Linked DNA regions of Mus musculus: all the other regions are linked to region 2. Evidence: chromatin contacts called from public Hi-C and promoter capture Hi-C data. All regions are on one chromosome and are shown on one strand. The core of a region is the stretch at or near the end of the contact, and the rest is flanking DNA. Distances in the headings are between cores, read along the strand shown. Region 1 has its middle 31 kb from the start of Tnks. Region 2 overlaps Saraf (store-operated calcium entry-associated regulatory factor). Region 3 has its middle 59 kb from the start of Gm34474.

Region 1 (4,770 bases), core at 896-3,395, 830 kb after region 2:
CAGGGAATGGTGGCTGGCTTACCTTGATAGGCAGTTAGCTAAATATATTTGGGAAGGTACATTCAAAGTGAACTGTGAAATTCTCTCGGTGCCGTGCCAAGAACCTAAGAATCTATTCATCGGGCCGTGGAGAGAGCTGATGGTTTGAATGAAGCAATACGACCAGATCCCTGTTTCTAGATAAATCCTTGCAGCAATACGTTGGAATGGAGGAAGAGACGACTAGAAAGGCTAATTAAAATACTGTTGAAGTTTGGAAGGGAGAAAAAAATGAAAGTATGTTATGTCAAAACCAAAATATGTCTCCCGCCCCCGCCCCTGTCTGCCCCTTATCTAGAGTCATTTGAGTAAACAGATTCTGAGAGTACAGGCTACTGCTGGAAAATTCCATTTTTCCTTCCCAGGGGCATCTTCACTGTTGATGGCTTCCAGGCACATAGCGCAGTCCTGAAGGAACTGCTGTCAGGCAACTTTCATTCTGCTGAGTCCTTGGGTGCAAGCTCTTGTCATGCTTCAGCTCTCGGGGCCCATCCATGCATGGAATCTCTTGTGAAGTTAAGAGAAAAAAAAGATGTGTTGTCTGATGAAAAGTCACAGGGCGGAACCTGTGCAACAGCACAAGGCTTCCGCCGATGAAGACAGATTGGCACATTTTGACATTAAGTTCTTTATTTGGGCATAATTCTGTTGTTAAGACAGATTAGAAAGATGGCATGTGAAACAGATTAGCTTGTCTGTGGTTTCAAAAGTAACAAGACTCACTGGGAACCAAAAAGAATCCGGGTGTGTGTGGACAAGGATCTACCAGAGATAAGAAAACTTTCTCTCTCTCTCCATCCCTTTCTAAAATGGGTACTTCCTATGGTTTATAAAATGTATGATGTGCGAGTTCATAGAGAAAAGAGTGAATGTAGCAAGCCTGGACTGCTGCCCCCCACCCCCCTCGCGTGCTTGTTGAGAAGGCTAAATCCACCCACAATGGTTTTACAACTTAGCTGGAGTCTCTGGCCTCATTGTATTTGCAGTTTCCTACAGGAGCCACCTGCCCAATGAGCTTGGTTTGCAACATAATCCAGCTGAAACAAAGGATGGGGGTCTGTGGGCTTTCCCTATATAAACGCAGTGATGAAAATTAAACTTTGAGCCTTGATCAGAAACTTGGTCTTGGCTTCATTCTTCTCTCGCGTCCCATTCCTTTTTCATTTTCAGCGCTCCCCCCCAACCCCCGCTCTTTCAGGTAGCCAGTTCATCCATGGCTGCTGGACGGCTACAGAGAGCCTTGGAAAGTTGTACTTGCAAGCTTGGCCTTTGACTGACATCTGGGAATTTAGATACCAAGGTTTCTCCCTCATCCATTGATCAGAGTCGCTCTGTGTGCCTAAATTTTTTGTACAGACAATAAAGTTCCTGCTTATATTCATCAAGTGTTCTTGACAGAGACAAGCAATAGGGTGTGGGTGTGGGATGGGAGAAGGGAGAGTGTAGACACGATTATGGTCTGGCAAGTTCAGGATCTTAAGGATGCCCATGATCTCGGAGACACAGGCAGAGCCAATGCTGGTGTTCAAGTCCAAAGGCCATCTACCAGCTCCTAGTCAGAGGCCAGTCTTTCAAGTTTTTAAAATGATTGCATGAGGCCTACTACGTACACTGGGAAGATGATCTGCTTCACTCAAAAGTCTATAGAATTAAATATAGATCTCATCTAAAAAGAAACACCCTCACTGAAGTATCCAGAGTAATGTTTGACCAACTACCTGGGCCCTGTAGCCCAGCCAAGAAAATAGAATCAACTACCCCAGTGCTGAATACACACTTTCCTCCTGGGAGTCTGGAATCTGCTATGTAGCAGACAGAGGCTGTGTATTTAGCTAGCCTCCAGTGAAAAGCCTTGGCAAGGGATCTCTAATCAGAGCTTGACTTGCTGATAACCTTCACAAGTATTGTCCCAGCTCTAGCGACACGGGTGGGGGCGGGGGTGGACTCAGCACGTTCTGTGAGGTTCTGCTGGGAAAAGACCCTGGGAAAGCTTGCACTGCCTGCCCATGTGACTTTTTTCTTTTGCCTTTGCTGGATTTGGTCCTTATCTTTTTTGGCTCTCACAAATGGAGCTGCGACTGTGGTTGGGTAATGAATTCCACGAGTCACACTGACTCTGGGGACACCAAGCACCAGCTATGACAAGAGTCCATCTAAGGTCTTTGTCCCACTGAAACATGTCAAAAGGCACAACAAAAATAAACCACATGCTGAACACCGTGAGAAGAGCTCAAAAGCAACCAGCGGAAAGGGAAGGCTAGACAAATGAGGGCTTACATAAATTCCAAGTACTAATGATCAAGCAAATTTTATTTCCACAGATTTTCACAAAAAACAAGTTTAATTATGTACATTCAGCAAGAATGGTCATGAGATATCTCAATAGACATAGAAGCTTTTTACTGTTAAAGATAAGTACAAGGGAACTATGATTGGGAACTATTGAATAGAATTTATAGCTCGATAGGTTTTGAAATCGGTTTATTTGAATTATAAGGAAATACTTCATGTATAATGTTCTTTGAGTTTTGCTTAATAGGCATACTAATTAACTTCTCAAACTCAATAAAAATGTAGGAAATTTACCTATGTTCAGCACTTGACAAATAAATCATGTTAATTACATATTCACATGGCCAATAATGGTTCTTTTAAATCAGGCCGAACAGCGAGACTGCCTTAAGATAATTATTCTCTTTAAATAAATCATGTGTATAAAAATGATTCCTGCCAGTCAGGAGCTTTGAGGCTCCATGATGATTCAGAAATAGATGCTTCTCAAATCTTTGATTCAGTGTTAGCATCCTTCCATGGCCAGCTGTAGAAGGATTACCATCTCCAGTGCACTGTAACACATATAGATAAGGCTATATAGATTCTAAGGATGCTGGGGAGTTCAACCTGGGCTCTGTTTGTTTGTTTGATTGATTTTGCTCTGTTTTCAGGGCATCCTTTGTTCCCCTGTTGCTCTTCACAGGAAAAAAGGCAATATATCAAAATCCTAGAAAACAAAACAGTGATTCTTACAGTGTCATCTCAAGGCCAATAATAGTCCACTATGTCACCTGGGATTCTGGTATGAATATAGATTCTGGGCAGCCAGCAGGCAAGTCTGGAGACCTGAGTTCAACTCCCAGGACTCACATAAAGGCAGAAAAGAATCAATGCTGCAAACTTGTTTTCCACACATACATTGCAGGGACACACAGAGAAAGACACAGAGAGAATATAGATACTTTGAAACAAAGAACCCTATTAGAAAACTAGCAATGGATTTGAATAGAATATTTTTCAAAGAAGCTGTGTGAATGGCCAATAAACGGATGAAAGATATTTAATGTCACTAGCCATTAGGGAAATAAAAATCAAACCCACAAGAAGATACCACATTAAGACCATTGGGATAAATATTATATTTTTGGTTGTGAGCCTAGCCTTTAATGAAGAATCCATCTCTCCAACCCTAGGATAGATATTATAAATAAACACAAACATACACACCTGCAGAGAGAGAGAGATGCAGTGAAGCTGAAGGTATAAAGTGGAGCTTTGTCATTGCTGATGGGAATGTAAAATGGTTATGAAGTTACAGTTATGAAGGAAAAGGTTATTGTGATTGCTAAAAAGTTATACATAGAATTACCATATAGTACAGCAATTCTACTTTTAGTATCTCTCCTGATAAGAAATGAGAACAGGGGCTCAAATAGATACTTATACACTAATATTTATAAAGGTGATCTTTACAGGGGTCAAAATATATTCATTATTCAATTGACTATTAATAGGAGAACTAATAACCAAAACAAAATATTATTTAGCTTAAAAAAAAAAGGAAACCAGGCAAGGTGGCACATGCCTTTAATTTCAGCACTCCAGAGGAAGAGGCAGGTGGATCTCTGTGATTTAGAGATCCGTCTGCTCTGTATATAGAGTTGTTGCAGGACAGCCAGGGCTGTGTAAAGAGATTCTGTCTAAGAAAGAGACAGAGACAGGGACAGAGAGAGAGAGAGACAGAGAAACAGACCGAGAGAGACAGAGAGAGAAAGAGAGAGACACACACAGAGAGACAGAGACAGAGAGATAGAGAGGGGGAGAGACAGAGACAGAGAAGTCTAATACATACTACAACAAGGAAGAAAGTTGAGTCTGTTTTACTAGGTGAAATCAGCCAATTGGGAAAGGATAAATATTGTTAATTCTGCTTATACAAGGTAACTAGTATAGGTATATTCATGAGACAGAAGGTCAACTAGAGACTCTCAGAGACTGATGATGGGCACAACAGAGGATTAAAAAATTATATTTTAATGGTACAAGTTTTATATGGAGGATGATAATAAGTTCTGGAAAGCGCCGGGCAGTGGTGGTGTATGCTTGTAATCCCAGCACTTGGGAGGCAGAGGCAGGTGGATTTCTGAGTTTGAGGCCAACTTGGTCTACAGAGTGAGTTCTAGGACAGCCTGGACTGCACAGAGAAACCCTATCTTGAAAAACAAACAAACAAACAAACAAAAGAAGTTCTGGAAATCAACAACAGTTCACAGAACATTGTGATCATACTTTTATTTTTTTTTTATTTATTAGTTGTTTGTTTGTTTGTTTACTTTGAGACAGAGTTTCTCTGTATAGCCCTGGCTGACCTGGAACTTGCTTTGTTGGCCAGGCTGGCCTCAAACTCAGAGATTTGCTTGCTTCTGCCTCCCAAGTGCTGGAATTAAAGGCGTATGT
Region 2 (4,715 bases), core at 1,765-4,264:
ATACACACACACACACACACACACACACACACACACACACGCTTTGTGTAGAACCATCAAAATGTCTATGAATACTACCATGTAGTAGTTTTACATTAGACTTTTTTTCTGTTTCAGGAAAAGTGATGAAGAAGCATCTGGCTTACAGGGATGAGGTTCTCAGTGTGGTCATGGATTTTGTGTGAAGGGCCTGGGAGCCGTTGGGGGGGCTCTGAGTCCTCTCTCTCCAAAGCCAAGAGAGACACTTGACTTTGAGCCTGCTCCTTAGGATGCCTTTCTGTTTTAGTTTGCGGTAACGAGGCGGGTTCTCCTGCCTTTGGGATGTTGACACTTGCCTCACAGGCACTCACTTTGCTGTGTGTTCTTCTTTCAGACAGAATACTCTTGCGGGATGTGAAAGCTCTTACCCTCTACTCCGACCGCTACACCACCTCCCGGAGGCTGGACCCTATCCCACAGTTGAAGTGTGTTGGAGGCACCGCCGGTTGTGAGGCCTATACCCCCAGGGTGATACAGTGCCAGAACAAAGGCTGGGATGGCTACGATGTACAGGTAATAGCTACCACCTCAGCAGCGGTTCCCATGCAGTGATGCTGTGGGGCATCCCATGCAGTGATGCTGTGGGGCCTCCCATGCAGTGATGCTGTGGGGCCTCCCATGCAGTGATGCTGTGGGGCATCCCATGCAGTGATGCTGTGGGGCCTCCCATGCAGTGATGCTGTGGGGCATCCCATGCAGTGATGCTGTGGGGCATCCCATGCAGTGATGCTGTGGGGCATCCCATGCAGTGATGCTGTGGGGCATCCCATGCAGTGATGCTGTGGGGCATCCCATGCAGTGATGCTGTGGGGCATCCCATGGAGTGATGCTGTGGGGCATCCCATGCAGTGATGCTGTGGGGCCTCTTCCTGGGGAGACATGAGCAAACACTGACTTGTGCAAGATGACAGACCAAAGTACCAACCAACCAATTGCTTCTTCATCACAGGTTCTACATAATTATTGCTAAAACAGAAGAAAAGTTTAATATAAAACTACTACATGGTAGTATTCATAGCCATTTTGACGGTTCTACACAAAGCATATATATGTGTGTGTGTGTCTGTCTGTCTGTCTGTCTATCTATATATATATCTTTGCTTTCACTAGTTTCTTTAATATATAACCACCAACACCCAAGTTGGTGAACCAGTGAGTTTCACAGTAGCTGGAAAGCTGGAGCTCGCCATATAACCTACAGCTGGACAGATGGCAGAGTGTTGTTCTAGGCAGCTCAGCTGGTTTGAGAGTATCTCTCGCCGGGTGTGGTGGCACACGCCTTTAATCCCAGCACTTGGGAGGCAGAGGCAGGCGGATTTCTGAGTTCAAGGCCAGCCTGGTCTACAGAGTGAGTTCCAGGACAGCCAAAGCTACACAGAGAAACCCTGTCTCGAAAAACCAAAAAAAAAAAAAAAAAAAGAGAGAATCTCTTAGTGGTCCTTACTGTTTGCATGCATGTCACAAGCTGAGGCCTGGGTGTTTACTTTCAGAGCTTAGCGAGCTTTTCTGCAGGATGGAATGTGTCTCCTGTAGTTGGAACTTAAGCCTGTGTATTAACGAGCTTCCCTCCAAGATGGAGGTTAAGCAGAGTCTCACTCTGTAGGCCTGGTGGCCTGGAACTGGCTGTGTGGACCAGGCTGACCTCAAACTCATAGTGATTTCCTTGCGGCTTCTTCCCAAGTCTTGGGATTAGAGGCATACAGCAACAAAAAGAAAAATAGCATATTATGTAAATAAAAAACATTTGGGCTTGAAAGAAATCATCAAGAAAGATGCCCCAAAGCTGGGTTTGGTGGCCCACGCCTTTAATCCCAGTGCTCAGGAGGCTGAGGCAGGTGGATTTCTGAGTTGGAGGCCAGCCTGGTCTACAGAGTGAGTTCCAGGACAGCCAGAGGTTCATAGTGAGATCCTGTCTTAAAAGCCTCCAAAATGAGCGAGAGAGAGAGAGAGAGAGAGAGAGAGAGAGAGAGAGGGGAGGGGAGGGGAGGGGAGGGGAGGGGAGGGGAGAGGAGAGGGAAGAGAAGAGAGGGAGAGAGAGGGGGAGAGAGAGGAGAGAGAGGGAGAGAGAGAGGGGAGAGAGAGGAGAGGGAGAGAGAGGGAGAGAGAGAGAAAAGAGGGGAGAGAGGGAGAGAGAGGGGAGAAAGGGGAGAGAGAGGGAGAGAGAGAGGGGAGAGAGAGGAGAGGGAGAGAGAGGGAGAGAGAGAGAAAAGAAAAGAGAGGGGAGAGAGAGGGGAGAGAGGGGGGAGAGAGAGGAGAGGGAGAGAGAGGGAGGGAGGGAGGAAGAGAGAGAGAGAAAACAAAAAGAAAGATGCCCTAATTATGCCTCTCCTATACATACATATACTCCTATGTATTCAAGAGAACTAAAGACACATTTCTTCCCCAAATCTATAAAGATATTTGCAGGAATATTCAAATAGCTAAAACCTAGAGACAGCTGGAATGTCCTTTGGGAATGAGTCATACAGTGTAGTCCATTCCTAAGGTAGAGTGTTGTTTAAGTCATTAGGAAGGACAAGGTGCTGCTTGATACTGTAACACGGGTGGGCTTTGAAAATGCTCTGCTGAAGGAAGACAGCAGTTACAGACTCCTTGGAGTCTCCTCACAGGAAATGGCTAAGTAGGGGGAGGTAAAGCAGACAGGGTGGGGGCCAGGAAGGGGAAGTGGCAGCTGTGCACGGGCTGAGGTTTCTTTGGGGATTGTCGAATTACACCTCAGCCTAGCTATTTATTATAAACAGTAAAACAGTGCACCTGAACTTGAAAGAGAATTTGAACAAAACACAACCAACAGAACCGGTTACACTGGCCTGGCTTGTACCTCTAAACCTTGGGAGGAAAACATCTTATCTGTCTACTTAGTTTTTGATGGTGCTGTTGTACATGGATGTTGTACATGCTCAGCCCCTGCCTGCCTTACACTCCAGTCTGAGTTTTGTTGTTTTGATGAGAGATATTTCTGTGTTCCCTGGCTGGCCTGAAACATGGTGTGCAGCCTCAGCTGGCCTTGGACTTGAGCCTTTGGGCAGTCATCTCTGGCTGAAACCCTGTTTTCTCTAGGTCTCTTCTCCCCCCACCCCCCCACCCCCTGTAAAATGTAAGCATCATGGACTCTTTTTGGAGTTTTATAAATATTGTTTTAAAAAAGTTAAAGAAGATTATGTGGGATTAGCCCCTGTAAAGTCAGTCCATGCTTTTAGAAAACGTGCATGGGAAGTTTTGCTTTGCAGAAATCATTAGCTCTTATTTATCTGACGCTTGTTTAACAACCATTTCACTGTGTTCACATCATTTCCCGTTCCTTTTTCTAAGTCCTCTCACACACTCCCCTTGAATTCACGGCCTTTTCCCCTTTAGTTGTTATTACTGTATATATACAATAATATACAATATACATAATTAATATTTAAATACAATGTGCTGAGTCCCTTCACTTTTGCAAGCATGTGTATTCTTAGAACTGACCAGGTGGTATTAGATAACCAGTTAGGGGGTTCTTCCCTGATACTGATTCTTTAATGATTAACATCTAAACCATCTAGCTGTACAGGATGTACCTATGACAACAGTGGCAATCAGGTGATAGTTTGAAGATTTGCCTTTGTTTTATAAATTGTGGAATAACTGACATGTGTTGTCTTAGTTGCTGTAAAGAGACACCATAACCATGGCAACTCTTATAAAGGAAAACATCTAATTTGGGGCTGGCTTACAGTTTCAGTGGTTTAGTCAGTATTATGGTGGGATGCACGGCAGGATATAGGCAGACTTGGTGTGGGAGGAGCTGAGAGCTCTACATCTTTATCTGTAGGCAGCAGAGTCTGTGTGCCACACTGGGCATAGCTTGAGCATAGGAGACCTCAAAGTCCACCCCCACAGTGACACACTTCCTCTAACAAGGCCAAACCTCCTACTAGTGCCACTCACTATGGGCCAGGCATTCAAATTCATGAGTCTATAGGGGCCAAATCTATTCAGATTACTACATCTGCTGGCTGTGTTGGTGCAGACCTTTAATCTCTGTGAGTTCAAGGCCAGCCTTGTCTACAAAGTAAGTCCAGGACAGCCAGGGCTACACAGAGAAACCTTGACTCTAAAAACAAAACAAAACAAAAACAATTACCTCCCCCGACCCCTACAACACGTACAGAAGGATGTGCAATGTGCCATCTGGGGAATAAGGAAAAGCGACAGAGTGAGTGCTCGTGTACCCGCCCGCCAGCAGTCTAAGAAGCACCCAGTAGACCTAGTCTCTGACGTTGACGCTCTCTCTTTCACAGTGGGAATGTAAGACCGACTTGGATATTGCATACAAATTTGGCAAAACTGTGGTGAGCTGTGAAGGCTACGAGTCCTCTGAAGACCAGTATGTCCTCAGGGGTTCCTGCGGCTTGGAGTACAACTTAGATTACACAGAGCTGGGCCTGAAGAAACTGAAGGAGTCTGGAAAGCACCAGGGCTTCTCTGATTATTATCACAAGCTGTACTCCTCAGATTCCTGTGGCTTTATTACCATTGCAGTACTGTTTGTTCTCGCCTTTGCGGTTTACAAGCTGTTCCTCAGCGATGGCCAGGGGTCGCCTCCGCCGTATTCTGAGCACCCGCCATACTCAGAGCACTCTCAGAGGTTTGCCAGTGCCGCAGGGGCGCCTCCTCCGGGCTTTAAGTCGGAGTTC
Region 3 (4,851 bases), core at 1,353-3,852, 1.0 Mb after region 2:
TCTAGGACACAGCTTGGGCCCTGGGTGTAGGCAGAGGCTCCTCTAGGATGTGGGATTTAAGCATTCGTTTGTATACACCTATTATTTATTTGTTCATACAACATCTTCAAAGCTGTGCTTTGTGGAGAGACTTTAGGAAACTCTACTCAAGAGAGTTAACAGTCTAAGAAATTGACACAAGTAACACAAGCAGAGAGGGTGGTTGATCTCCATCAAAACTCATGTGGACCCTTGGATCCCAGTATGGGGATGCTGGAAACTCAAGCCTGCTGGGAAGTGGTGGTAAGAGACAGAGGCCTTGCAAAGAGTCTGATACCTTTCTCTGGGTGATGGGAGTGAGTGCGTCATTGCTCACAGGCTCAGCTACCTCACTGTGAGTTCATCAAAAGTCAGGGTTGCTGGGTGCTTCACTTCTAATAATCACTTCTGCTTGTCCTAGTCGGTACCATGATTTGGAGCAAAATGAGGTCCTTGCCAGGAGCCAACCAATTGTGGGCATCGTGGGATTGGGCTTCCCAGCTTGTAGAACCATTAGCATGACGGCACCTCTCTTCTTTGTAAGTCATCATGTCTCAGTCTCTGTGTCTAGTGATAGAGCGCCGGCAGCCAAGATCTGCCAGAATTCTGAAGAACAAATAGCCAAAAAGCCGGGAGAAAAGGATAACGGAGAGGGCTCAACCACTGAGATGAGAGAATGCCAGGGATAAAATGTCTTCTGATAGATGGAGGCTGTCAGTGCCCAGCCTGCATGCTAAAGGCAGTTTTCTTTCACTTCCTAAGAAACCCAACATTGCCAGCTTCTAGCAGGAACTTGCAGTGTTTATACAAACACACATTTTTTTTAAAATTTTATTTTAAACTGTGCTTCTTAAATGTAAAGATGTTTTCTTGTCTGCCCAAGTTTGTGGGCGAGCATATGGTCACAGCAACACATCCTGTCAGATCGATGTGGTGTGCCATGTGTTACCCTGTGTTTCACATCATCTCTGGTGACTGAAGAATGGCCCCTATCCTCCACCTTGCCTCAGCTCATGGAGGCAGTATGTGGGAGATGCGCAGCCTGCATGTCCAAGCCAAAGCCATCACTGAGTTTTGTTCTGCAGAATTGATCTTCCTGGGACAGCCTGATCTTCACCGCGGAAGGCATTTCCAGTGCGTCTCAGCTTTCAGTACATTCTCCTCGGCTTCTGCCTCTCCTCTAAGACACAGACATTTACACGCAGAGCCAGGATGAAGGGTGAGAGGCACGCCTCACAGTTCCCTTTGACTAATCATTTAAGAACCAGCATGACCCCGCTTCCCTTCCCGAGGCATGTCAGCCTTCTTCACAAAGAGATGGATTCTGCCGTTCAGAAATATTCTGATTTACCCCCAACTCTCTCTCAGCCCATTTCTGGTCATTTACAGAAAACAAAACAAAACCAAAAAACGACCCAGGTTGTTCACAATCAGCAATATACTCATTTCAGGAAAATTCTAAAAGCCAGTGAGGCAGTCATTTAGAATGTGAGCTTCGTATCCCACAGCTCTGAAATTACACATAATGGGCAAGCTCCCAAGGCCAGCTCACAAAAGCCTACTTACCTAGCTCCACAGACAAACCACGAGGAGTGATGGGTTTCTGTCGGAATGCCTGGCTTATACCAACTGGGAAGTCGACAGGCAGAGTAAAGTAAGTCTTGAGCTTGCTTCTACCTCACTGTTAGGATTTGGAAGCTGGGTACCAGTGAGCCAGCCCCCAGAGAGGTCAGAGATGGTTACTAAGTCACCTCTCAAATCCTAGGAACTTCCAAAGGACCAGATCATTCTAATTTAGAATGCAGAGCCTACGGATGCAGAGCCTCACTCAATTCAGTAGCCTGAACCAAGCAGGGTCAGATAAAACTGCTGCTCTAGTCTGCGCTTTCTCCTGGTCTTCCTCTTCACTGACTATGTCCCAGCCTTGGAAACATATGCATGCTACAATTTTTTCAACCAGAAACAAAATTACTCTAACAGCAAAGATGACCCATTTCTTAGTGACACACAGTGACGAGAAGATGGCGACCGGGCAGAGCAGTGTCTGAGGGCTGGTCCTACTCAAGAAAAAGGCACGGTTTGGCTGCATGAGCCCTGTAAGACAGTGGCTGCTTGCTTGTGAAATGAATGCTGTACCTGCCCATACTTCGAGCAAGAAGCCACCAAGTTCTTTGACCTTGTGCACGGCTCAGATTGATGCCATAATCCACCGAATATCGAGGCAATTCGGTAGCAGGGTGGAAACACTCTGTGCGGTAGAGGAGAGAGAGAGAGAGAGAGAGAGAGAGAGAGAGAGAGAGAGAGAGAGAGAGAGAGAGAGAGAGAGAGAGAGAGAGAGAGAGAGAGAGAGAGAGAGAGAGAGAGAGTTTGGCCTTTCTGGATCACGTCGGGGAGCAGTAACATCTACCCCTACAGCACCAGAGTGGAAACCTAACCAGAGAATCCTAGAAAAGTTAAGAGGGTTGGTTGGTGAGTTTTGTTACAAGAATCACTGCGTAAAGCCACCTATTTCCTGCTGCTGCTTTCCCTTCAGACTCACAGCGCCTCCTGGTTCTGATTTCGGGGCCGCGTTTCAATCGCCCCCTGGTGGACAGCAGGAACATTACTTTGGAAGTGGATGTAGGAGTGAAATTTCCCTTAAAAAATGCTTCTTTGGTCAAGGCTGACCAAATCATTGGGCAAAACTAGTAGATTTTTAAAGAATGTAGGTAGCCGAAGAACTCTCTGTCTTCCCAGGACCCTCCGCCCCCACCCCGGTGCTCACTCTGGAAAAGACGTGTGTCTGAATTTACCCTGCACATGACCTTGCCAACTAGGGATCCAACCAACAAGATGTGTCCAGATTGTGGTGACCACAGAGCACAGTGCTCATCAATAGAACGGCCTTTTCTTTTCTTTTTCTTTTTAAAATTGATTAAGTTATTGATTAACATTTAGATCGAAGCTTCCCCTCCCACCTCTCTTCCTAGCCCCTCCCTCTCATCCCCACCCCCTCCCGTTAGCCTCAGAAAGGATACGACCCCCTTGGCCATCCAATCATCTTTCACAGGCCTTGAATATCAGATATCCTGGATATTAGACATTACATTATGATTCATAACAGAAGAAAAATTACAGTTACGAAGTAGCGACAGAAATAATGTCATAGGCGGGGTGGGGATGGGATGTCACCACAACATGAGGAATTGTATTAAAGGGTTGCAGCATTACGAAGGCTGAGAGCTACTACTCTGGGCAGTTGGATAGCCATGACTTTTGCTTCCTCCTCTAGGGTCAGTCTTTGCCAGCAATCTTGGGGCCCTCCCCTGAATCTTTCTAACAGATGAGCAATCAGTCAAGAACGTGAACAACTTGCTCCAAATCCCAGGAAACTGTTGAGCATCTGACCGTGACAGAAAGGAATGAGACATGTTCCCATCATGACAAGCTGCTCACCAGCACTGCCTTGGAGCCGGGCTCAGAGAGAACCGGCGGCCTGGCTGGGATTTGCTGGGGGAGTGGCCAGTGCAGGCTGCTCCATAGGCAAACACCCACGCCCCTTCTGGAGCGCGCCACCCTTACCTTGGGCTCTAGCTCTCACGGAATGTTGCGGTTTTTGTATTGCCTGGGTTTGTACAATAGCGATACTCTTCCGGAGAAAAGACTAATGTTGATACCAGGAGCTAGAGGGAGGAGGGTCAGACGTTTAAGATCACCCTCAGCCATGTAATGAGTTAGGGGTTAGCCTGGGCTACATGAGACTGGCTGCCGTTAAAAAAGCGAGGGCGCCTGGAGAGATGGCTCAGCAGTTAAGGATGTTTGCTGCTCGTCCAAAGCATCTGGGTTTGGTTCCCTGAATCCATACTGAACAGCTCACTACTGCTTGTAACTCTAGCTGCACTGCAGCTGGTCCTTTAAGGAGTCTGGACTACAATGGAGATCTGCTATTGTTTCTTTCCAGCTGTTACAGGAAGGCAACTTTTGTTGCATTAAGGTCCTGAAAAATGTAGGGACACACCCTGTGAGGGTTTGTATGTTTGGCCCAAGAAGTAGCACTATTAGGAGGTGTAGCCTTGTTGGAGTAGGTGTGTCACTGTGGGAGTGGGCTTTAATACCTTCGTCCTAACTGCCTGGAGGTCAGTATTCTGCTAGCGGCCTTCAGATAAAGATGTGGAACTCTCAGCTCTTCTTGCACCACGCCTGCCTGGATGCTGACATGCTCCTGGCCTGGTGACAATGGACTGAACCCCTGAACCTGTAAGCCAGCCCCTATTAAATGTTGTCCTTCTAAGACTTGCCTTGGTCATGGTGTCTGTTCACAGCAGTAAAACCCTAACTAAGACACACCCTATCTTGTATTCCTTGACAGTGGGTACAGGAAGGAGAGGTTTACCTGTGAGACCCACAGTGGAGATCCAGGAGCCACTCGAATGTGCTGTGACAACTGCTCTTCTTCTTTGGGGTTATAGTTTACTGAAGTTCCTGAACCCTGCTCCCCCTCTGCAGCCCAAATCAAGTAGAGCTAAGTCCTGACAGTTTGTTTTATAAATCTCGGGCACAACTGAGCCAGCTCAGAGTCTTCTACCTCCTCCGACAGTGTTTGAAAGTTTCTCTTCTGCACTTCTTAGAAGGCATCAAGAGGCAAGGCAAGGATTAAACCGTTATTCCCTAGGTTCTGGGCTGTGCTCTTAGCAAAGGGACTGGGCTATCAACTTCAAATTGCATGAAAAGTGCATAAGGACTGGGCTCTGCACCAAGGCTGGCTCCAGCGCTGGTCCATCAGCACCAATCATGCCACGCCCAGAGGAGGCTTCCATGTGCAGGGTAGCACGTGAGCAGGGATGCTGCTGGTCT

Evidence for each region. Promoter capture Hi-C pulls out the DNA fragments that hold promoters and counts their contacts. Hi-C and Micro-C count contacts between places; a contact is called where the count stands out from the background.
Region 1: a promoter capture Hi-C map of liver shows a contact between it and region 2, with 2.1 times the contacts expected there. The contact joins two enhancer-like sites. A contact is called at or near these places in 2 of 39 promoter capture datasets (both in liver), 1 of 484 Hi-C or Micro-C datasets (the HL-1 cell line), 2 of 115 datasets of contacts at active chromatin or transcription factors (astrocytes and cardiomyocytes) and 1 of 9 other capture datasets (liver).
Region 3: a Hi-C map of bone marrow-derived macrophages shows a contact between it and region 2, with 8 read pairs. The contact joins two enhancer-like sites. A contact is called at or near these places in 1 of 39 promoter capture datasets (embryonic stem cells), 2 of 15 datasets of contacts at CTCF or cohesin (large pre-B cells and pro-B cells), 31 of 484 Hi-C or Micro-C datasets (the 63-12 cell line, the AtT-20 cell line, B cells and 22 more), 2 of 115 datasets of contacts at active chromatin or transcription factors (astrocytes and bone marrow-derived macrophages) and 3 of 9 other capture datasets (embryonic stem cells, liver and macrophages).

Annotation. Positions count from the first base shown.
Region 1 is chr8:34,994,001-34,998,770 of GRCm38.p6, forward strand. No RefSeq gene overlaps it. Among named protein-coding and RNA genes, the nearest start is that of Tnks, 31 kb to the left of the region's middle. Within about 2 kb of position 2,146, at least 29 of the 459 cell types and tissues checked have an H3K27ac peak or open chromatin away from gene starts, as enhancers often do. A contact at or near this core is called in liver, where this site is marked.
Region 2 is chr8:34,160,822-34,165,536 of GRCm38.p6, forward strand. It overlaps Saraf (store-operated calcium entry-associated regulatory factor), which reads left to right. Exons shown (of 6, transcript NM_026432.4): 2 at 374-552; 3 at 4,320-4,715. Among named protein-coding and RNA genes, the nearest start is that of Mir6395, 3.5 kb to the right of the region's middle. Within about 2 kb of position 3,015, at least 67 of the 459 cell types and tissues checked have an H3K27ac peak or open chromatin away from gene starts, as enhancers often do. A contact at or near this core is called in bone marrow-derived macrophages and liver, where this site is marked.
Region 3 is chr8:35,156,934-35,161,784 of GRCm38.p6, forward strand. No RefSeq gene overlaps it. Among named protein-coding and RNA genes, the nearest start is that of Gm34474, 59 kb to the right of the region's middle. Within about 2 kb of position 2,603, at least 32 of the 459 cell types and tissues checked have an H3K27ac peak or open chromatin away from gene starts, as enhancers often do. A contact at or near this core is called in bone marrow-derived macrophages, where this site is marked.